2 separate regions of the Hordeum vulgare genome follow, and region 2 is linked to region 1. A link is a contact called in public Hi-C data. All regions are on one chromosome and are shown on one strand. The core of a region is the stretch at or near the end of the contact, and the rest is flanking DNA. Distances in the headings are between cores, read along the strand shown. Region 1 holds the start of LOC123410418 (probable magnesium transporter NIPA6). Region 2 holds the start of LOC123411740 (protein PSK SIMULATOR 2-like).

Evidence for each region. A called contact is a pair of places that touch in the nucleus more often than the background predicts.
Region 2: a contact with region 1 is called in a Hi-C map of leaf, with 1.8 times the contacts expected there. The contact joins the promoter of LOC123411740 here to the promoter of LOC123410418 in region 1. A contact is called at or near these places in 2 of 6 Hi-C or Micro-C datasets (leaf and seedling).

Annotation. Positions count from the first base shown.
Region 1 is chr7H:617,833,826-617,838,511 of MorexV3_pseudomolecules_assembly, forward strand. It overlaps LOC123410418 (probable magnesium transporter NIPA6), which reads right to left and starts at 1,839. Exons shown (of 9, transcript XM_045103358.1): 1 at 1,356-1,839; 2 at 344-400; 3 at 173-263; 4 at 1-86. The coding sequence starts at 1,479.
Region 2 is chr7H:618,031,065-618,035,451 of MorexV3_pseudomolecules_assembly, forward strand. It overlaps LOC123411740 (protein PSK SIMULATOR 2-like), which reads left to right and starts at 2,399. Exons shown (of 12, transcript XM_045104706.1): 1 at 2,399-2,885; 2 at 4,322-4,387. The coding sequence starts at 2,679.

The DNA.
Region 1 (4,686 bases), core at 589-3,088:
CAACTGAACCTACTATGCACGATATACAACCAAGAACGCCAAGCTTGTTAAGCCGCTCCTTCAGCACAAAGTGCGCTAACACTGAACTGGCCATTTGTAGAAAAAATGTATGTCAAGCACGGGAGAATCAAAGACGGTACCGAAACTAGGGGTTTTGGTTTTGCAAATTCACCTGACGATTATGCTTAGTGCTCCAAGAGGAGTCACAAGGACAGCTGGTGCAAAGACATAGGCAACAAAGTTCGCAACCTCCCCAAGCAGCACTTGCAAATGTCAAGAAAAAATAAATTAGTTGCATAACTAAATCAGTACCCACGGCTAATTTTGTGCAGAATGAACATACTGGTGATCAAGCCAGCCCACCAGAGAGGCTCCAGAAGATACGTGTATCCTCCTCCGCCTGTAATTTAGAGAGAGGGGGAGAAAAACAGAAACATGTAAGCTGGGCCTGGGATGGTAGGAGAGTTACCAAGACAAGTCTGAATTCTGAATTGGGTGAACATCCCCGTATAAAAAAACCAGACGGGAGGTGAAATGCCAAAAATGTTTTGTTTTTATAGTGCCAATCATGCTAATCAAGTACATACAGGAGGTTAATAAGGAGTAAGAAATCTGAAAATTTAAGAGATTTTGGTTCATATATGTCTGATTAAGCCAGTGATCCTAGACATATTGTAACTTGCATACATTCGCAGTAAAGTGTGCCGTGAAATGGGTCATGACAATTGAGCCACCTTCATTGGAATCTACTGAGATCTGTAAAAATCACTATCCAATTTCGCATTACCCAACTTACAGCAAGGTAGATAGACTAAATCATGTTCCGAAGCATACGCCATACTTGCAATGTTCATTTCTCATCATGCTCTTTCTATGTTAATGTTTGATCTTCTGGAGGCCCTCTCGGTTACCATTGACCCATATGAAAGCACGATGCTACGAGATGACTGGCTGCCAGTCAGCACGAGCGTAGCTGGCGTCCAGAAGGCGGCAACAGCAGCGGCCAGCGCACAAGTTTGACTTTGAAGAACAGGCAGCAGCTATGACCGCCCGGCCCTAATCACGCCGAAGCATTTTGGAATCTCGGGTGGGGATTGGAATCATCGCCCGATCCAGACGCCATTGCTCCACGGATCCAGGGAGGCGTCGAGATCCGAAGCATCCGTCGGGTCGGGGCGGCCGTGGGGGGTTCGAAATTGAACAACGCAGCACAGAGCAGAGGACCGCCGGGCCGGTGGAGGAGCGGGCGGCGGCGTCGATAGGAAGGAAATCCGGCAGGCAGGGTGGGAAGAGAGAGAGAGAGAGAGGGGGGGGGGGGGGGGGAGACGGCGTGGCGTGGCGTGGGGGTAGGGTACCTGCGCGGACGCCGCACTTGCCGGCGCGCATGAGGCCGATCTTCTTGAGGATGAAGCTGGCGCCGATGAAGGCGCTGGAGGCGACCGCCAGCGCCAGCCCCTTAGTGTTGTCCGACGCCCCCATCCCCGTCCCCGTCCCCGTCCCGTCCCGCCGGCCGCCACGCCACGGCGAGCAAGAAGACGCAGCTAGCTAGACAGCCCCCGCGCCGCACCGCGGGCCTCCGGTTCGAATCTCCGGGGAAGCAGGAGGAGCCGCCGGTGGTGGCGCGTGCCTCTCCCCTCCTCACTCCGCGCGCGCTTGTCTCGTCCGTGATGGCGGCTGGTAGCTAGGGTGGCTCCGCCTATTGTTGTGGTCCGCCCGCCGGCCGCCGGCCCGGTCGTGGGTCGTGGCTGATGCTCCTTGGAATGGACGACGCGAGAGGGACAGGGGAGGCGACGCGGCTGCTTCGGGGGCGGATGGTGGGTGGGGCCCCCCTCACAAGAAGGGTGAGTGTGTCTGCCATTGGCCGCTGCCCGCTGGCTGGACGAGCTGGATCTGCGCGGCACGCACGCACGCACGAACGTCACGTGCCGCGTCGCACCGCACGGATCGCTCAGGCCAACTCCAACTCACGGATGGCGGGTGCTAGCTAGCTAGGGTGGCTCCGCCCATTCTATCCGGTTTTCGTCCCTTTACATCAACTTCGACGCATGATCTCAAATACTTTGTCTCTGTTTACATAAAATCGGTACAACGCACATGAATCTCTCCCTAATAATAAAGCGTCTAAGGCTTTTCTCGTCCGTCGTGGCTATTTTGCAGAAAAATCCCCAGATGTTTGCTGAAATCAACCCACAGTCCCGTTTTAAGTCAAAAAAATGAATCGTTTTTTGAATGTTTCAGAAAACCCCCTGATGTTTCAGGTAATCAACCCGTAGTCCGAATTTAAGTTAAAAAACGAATCTTTTTTTTCCTTTTCTCAAAAACCCCCCTGATGTTTCAGGTAATTAACCCGTCCTCCGTTTTTAGTCAGTCAAAACAAAAAAAACCTGACTTTTCAGTTAATCAATCCACATTTTATCTAAAACAAAAATATTCATATCTTTTAAACCGTAACTCCGATTTTAACATGTTATATATGAAATTTGATTAAAAAAACATGTAGAATCTAAATAGGATGTTATTTTTAGCTGTTGAATACTTCTTAAATATTATTTTTGGTGCAAACTTAATCTGTAGTGCACAATCCTTCTTTTTTCTCTCTTTCCGGCGACGATACAAATTGCAATAAACATCCATTAAATTAAAACCAAATTAAGGGGAAAGAAAACCATCGTTAACCACACATGCACACCTTTGAAAAACCTCATGGGGAGAAACAACTTATTTCTCATCTTATTCCGAGTGATTGTACATTTAAACGCGTTTTCGTTGTACGAGCACTAAGGTCATCGTCGGCAACACAAATGTGATGTCATGTGAAAATATATTACGTTCAGAGCGTGTGTTATTTCTCTTCCGTTGCAACGCACGGGTTCTTTTGCTAGTAAACAGATAAAAGTCAATTGTCTGTCCACTTCGTCCTATCTTCGATTCAAATTCAGGCCGCGTTTGCGTTAAAACGGACATCATTCCAACGGGCGGGACCCACACCCCCTTGTCCTGCGCTGGCCCGTTCATTGGGGATAGAACTCCTCTTTTCTCTTTCCTAGCCCCATCCTCCGCCCCTCCCTTCGTTGCGACATCATCGTCGTCGCCGCCCTATCCTTTTTCTCGTTCGTCTTCCTCGCTAATTTACCAGGGGCCTCCAACCACAATCATTCCATGCCATAGCCTGCTCCCACGCAAGCGGTGTTCGCGGCTCTTCCGGTGGGGAGAGAAGCAACGGCCGCGACGACGGCCATCGACCTCATCACCTTCCGACAGGCGATGCATAGCCGCAACGCGCCAAACGCCAACACCAGCCTAGTTGGCTTCTTGCGAGAGGCACAACAACAGCTATCATCCATGAACGCAAGCCGTGCCAACCATCACGAACGCAAGGTGTTCGACACTTTGCTCATAAGGTACGATGGACACGGGAGATGAGTTTTTTTTTCACAATTTCATTTGTTCATCGGATGAAGAAGACATTGGGGTAGCTTCATTGGTCGTCAATGACCACACATTGCCAAAAAGCTACCTCGGTTTAGGGTTTCAGTACCCGGTCATGCTCCAGTCTTGAACCGCAATAGGGAGAGCAGCTAAACATTGCTTTATGTCGATTACTTTGAGAATGACTTGCTCTACAAACCACATCAATTCCGTCGTAGATTTCGTACGACGAGACATGTGCCCAACCATATTAAGGAGAGAATGCTAGCATATGACCCATACTTCCCATACTTTGATTGCAAACGTGATGCCCTTGGCAAGTTTGAGTTCTCCTCTTATTAAAAATGCACCGCGTTTATCCGCACGCTTGCGCATGGAATCCCATGCGATCTTGTGGATGAGTACGTGGGTATGAGTGAATCCACATGCCTTCAATAAATATACAATTTCTGCAAGGCTATGATGGAAGTGTTTGGCCCTGAGTACTTGAACATGGCGAGGCCATAGATATACGGGGCGAGGGGCAAGACAACAATAAGGGGCCCCTATTTACTCAAAGGAACTCAAATGCTCAAAATATTTTATATTTCAAAACCAAAGTAATATCCATTACATAGCATTGTCCGATGATTTTAATTTAAACTCTAAAACTGACAATACAATTTATTTATCGATCAAGTGAATTACACCATGATAGTAATAAGATGATGTACTTCGACAAAAGCTCTCTTTCCACAAAAGCTTGCATTCCTAAATTCGAGTGTGGATTTCACTTTGTTCTGTAAAACAAAAATTCCTGTCAAAATTTGTTTCTACTTACATCTTTTATGTTACCATCAGATAAAAAGTTGACATAAACTTACATTTGTTTGTAGATCCTCCCCAATCGTCCATGTTCTTCACTCCAAAATTCTTGACCCGGATAATAACTCAATTCTTCCAAACATTCCAGCTCAAGGCATAGTAAAGCAAACTGAGCATTTCACGTCTATACTAGAACTTGGAAATTCTTCTAATGCTTCTTGAAGCAAAGTCATCGATTATTGCATCAACATTTATTTCGTCAAACTTATCTTTCTCAATACATAAAGTGGCGAGACCATTTAATCTTTCTTGTGACATTTTTTATCTCAAATAGTTCTTTAACAATTTCAGCTTTGGAAAAGCTCCGCTCCGTTGATGCTACGGTCATTGGTAGAGTGAACAAAATTCGATAAGCAATTAAAACATTTGGAAAACAGTCAATATCTCTAAAAA
Region 2 (4,387 bases), core at 1,149-3,648, 200 kb after region 1:
ACCCAAATGTCATGCGAGAAACTAATGTTACCCCCTCTTCCATTTTTCCATGAGTACATGGTTTTGTAGACATTAAAGACCCAAGTTACACTCATCCCAAAGGGAGATCCAGTCTAGACCACATGATGTTTGGAGACTGCACATTATATTTAAAAGCAAACAATTTTTTCGAGTCACTATCATTGTTTTCAAACAAATGTTACCCCTAAGAAGCCAAAAGAGCCATGTTAAAATCTCTGAAATTGGGAGCTCCAAGTCATCCAAAGTTTTTCTTCCTAGAAACCATCCCCAAGTTGGTTAGATGATATTTATGTTGATCACCCATATCCCCCAAAAGAAATGGGCCATCTGAGAACTGATGGCATTAATTGCCCATTTAGGAAATTTCATCATAGCCATCAGGTATGCAGGGATACTAACAATACAAGCACACAACAAGATCAACTTACCCCTATAAGTGTGATATCTACCAAGCCAACCAGATATATTTTTCACTATTCTATCAATTATAGGCTGTAGGTCCTCCCTTCTCAACTTGTCATAGTGCAAAGGCACTCCCATGTATAATGGAAAAAGATCCCAGTTTACAAAAAAAAATATGTGTAAAGATCTTAGACCTATCTTCCTCAATGTTAATCGTCAGCAAATAACTTTTATGAAAATAGATTTCGTACCAGAGATATATTCAAAACAGGAAAGTATCCACTTAAAATTTCCAGCTTTCTCATAGGAATCCTCTAGAAAGAGGAGAGTGTCATGCGCGTATTGCAAACTGACCACACCACCTGGGATCACATGCGGAAGAAGGCCCAAAACTAGGTCATGTTTAGAAGCTTTAATTAGCATTTTAGAAAAGACATCTGCAACTAAATTAAAGATGAGGGGAGAGAAGGGGTCCCCTTGCTTGAGACCTCACCCCCCCACCCATGAAATATGGACTAGTAGTGTCATTAATTCGCACACTAAAGGTACTTTGTAGCAAGGAGATTTAATCCAGGAAATCCATTTTTTCCAAAGCCCCTGGACTCCAACATCTCAAAGAGGAAGTCCCAACTTACTCTGTCATATGATTTCTCGTAATCTCATTTGAGCACAAGCCCCGGGAAGTCAGACTTTTTACCTCGTGAATAAGTTCGTGGGCCAGAACAACACTCTCAAGAATGTATCCGCTCTTAATAAATGTTGTCTGGTTGGGAGAGATCATTCTATTACTAATAGGAGAATACCTATTAGTCATAGCCATAAAATCTCGGACCATTGCCATACAATCTTTCTTAATCAAATCCCAAAAAGTCTGATAGAAGAGGAAGGGCCCGCGACACCATGTGCATACGATCCAAAGATGACCCCCTTGATTTTCTGTTCTGAGAATATTTTCTAGAGTGCCTCATTCTCCATGGCAGTAAGTAGTTCATTTCGTCCCAAAAGGAAGGACCAAGATGAATGTCATGTTTCCCTTCGTACCCAATTCTTTTTATATAAAATAAGGTAGCCTCCTCCAACATTTCATTTGTGGTAAACACAGGACATGAGTCCCCATTTAGCTCTGCTAAATGTTTTTTCCGATGCCTACTGTTAGGTGTTAGCTAACACATGAAAATATGCGTTGTTTTTGTCTTCATCTTTAATTCTACGATCTCTCGACCTCTACCACAAGGCAGTCTCCTCTTTTCGCATAATATCACCCAATTCTTTTTTAATCTCTCTCATCCGATTTTATGAGCGCTTGTAATTCAGCATATCAGTTTCGTCCATGCAACTTAAACCGTGTAACAGAGCGAACCGTTGCCCCAATCCACGGGATTTAGAACATGTGGTTTGACATTAAGGCGTTTCTAACTTACGTGACGCGCGCGCGCGCACACACCGCCTTGAAGAGTTTATAGAGACATGTCTTGAGGCAGTGGTGGAGGACCCAGGAAGGGCAAGGGCTGGTGCCCTAACTTGATTCATCCGACACATGCTGAACGCAAGGCGGCGCATTAGCATGACATCGTTGCCGGTGGCGAGCGACCAAAGCCCGCCCTACTTTAACTTTTATCCGTCCTTCGTCACTGTCTTGAGCCATGGTACATGGAGCAAGGGTTATAACATGTCGACAACCGAGTGGTCACCTAAGCCTATAGATTTATCATTTACAATATAAATAAATAAAAAACCACCGAGATCTAAGAACCTTCCTACCGTAAGCACAACTTTTGTGTGGTACTACTACGGTAGAAGTAAGTATAAAACCAGTCGGCGCAAGGAGCACCTGTTGCCCAGTAGCGAAGGCAAGGTGAGAAGGAAGGAAGGCAGAAGAAGGTGAGGACGAGGAGAAGGTGGGAAAGCGGCTCCTCTCCTGGTGCTGGTGGGAAGAGAATATAGAATACCCGCATAGGATTGTGGGAGCGACCGAGGAGAGGGAACAAGTCAAAGGCTGCGAACGCAACGCCACGGCGACGACGTCGACGGCGACGGCATAGTAGCTAGGAAGAGAACCCAAAACCACCACCCTCCTACCTCCGTCCCTCCATCCATCCCATCCCATTCCCCCGCCCTCCACCCAACCAATCCCACGCCACTTCCTCCTTCCCACTCCGGACCCCATCGTCCAACCCTGTTCGACGCCGGCGGCCGACGAGGGGGGCGCCGAGTTGCTCTGGGTTGGAACTTGCTCTCGAGTCGGCAGGCGCGCCATGGGATGCGTCTTCTCCAGGGGGGGAAAGCGGGAGGGGTCGGCAAGGCCGCAGGGCCGCTCGGTCCAGCCGCAGCCGTACCACCAGCAGCAGCAGCAGCAGCAGCAGGCGCTCGGGGCGGTCTTCGACGCGCGCCGGGGGCGGTACGGCCCCACGGACTTCGACTCCGGGGAGATCGCCATCCCGCCGCCGCACAAGCCCCACAAGGTACCTAATAACCTGCCCCCTCTTCCTCCACCGCAACTCTCCAATTTGTGTTCTTGCGTTTCTTTCCCCTCGAGCCGGACCCTGTGCCTGCCGGCCGCCCGCCTACATCAGTGCCCGGCGGCCGCGGCAGAGACCTTACTTGGCTCTCGTCAGGCAGAGCACAGCAGAGCAGAGCAGGGTAGCCACGACCGCGACGGAGCTTCAGAAACTGCAGCGCGCGTTCCAATCTGCCCGGAACAGAACATCCGCCCCAGGGAAGCCTGCCATGGCGCTTAGTTGTTTCAGGCGAAGCTGCCGTGCAGTTCGGCCATGGCGCCGGATGTCTACACCATGGATCACTCCGTCCAAACCAAGAATTCGGTTTGATTGATTCCGCACACAAGCTGTTCTGACGAAGAATTGCGCAATCAATCAGCGTGCTTTCGCCGAGCATTTCGGATTGGGGAATCAATCAGTCAATCAGCCAGCGTGCTCCCGCCGGAGCAGGGGAGCTGGTGTCTGGTGGCACAGGAGGAGGCAGAGTCCAAACGTAATATGGAAAGTCAATCTTGGCGGCCCTTGTTTTTTCACACATACACACACACACTGGAGGCTTGGTCGCACACGGATTCCTCTTCGTCAGCCGAGCTTGGCTTAATCTGCGTTCGGGTTGCTGTCCTGTCAGCGTATTGTATAGTCTACTCCTTGGACTGGTCAAGCCTCTGACACGGACAGAAACTTCTATCTTTGCGGCTGCTGTTGACCACTTCTTCGATGCTATCCATGGAGATGGAGTTTCAGATCGGAAAATATGAAACTGGCTGCTTTGACTTACAGTCAGAAGGAAGCACTGCATGGTGAACGGGTGAAGTACAGACTGCAGGACTGAAAGTTTTCAAAGTAATTCTGGCATATGTTACTCAGTTCAGATGATTTGGATAAGCAAGTTGGTGGTATGGCAGTTGAACTTGGGTGTTGCTTCCTGCCTGGAGATGCAAAGGCTACACGGTATCGAAACTGATGTATCTATCTATCTGGTTAAGGGAGTTCAGCGCCGTCAGTCATAGATGGGCATGCTGTCGCTGCCCTGTTCTTGTACCACATGTTCCATGCCTGCTTTTATGTGGCCAGTGAGCATCAAGGATCATCGTCGGTGGCACAAAATACTTGTTTGGAAGGGGTTATGGAATAGCCTCGAAGGAGCAGCACACACTTCAAATTTGGAAAGGTCATACTGAAAGAGCAGTATGGTAGCCAGTTCAAAGGAAACATGTTTTCATGCAACTGAATACCTGCTATTGTTTCTTAAAAAGGGACAATACAGCTCTCGTTTCCTCCCTTAGCTGTCTGCAATAACTTATTATCTTTCAATTCATTATTATTACCTGAGAATATATCGGTAGCCTTTTTTTTTTTTTTTTTTTTTGCATTAGCTCTAACATATTGTTTTGTACCAGGTATCAGAACCAGGTACATTTATAGGAAGAGCCAGCATTGCTGGCCTGGAGAAGGCCGTTGAGGTG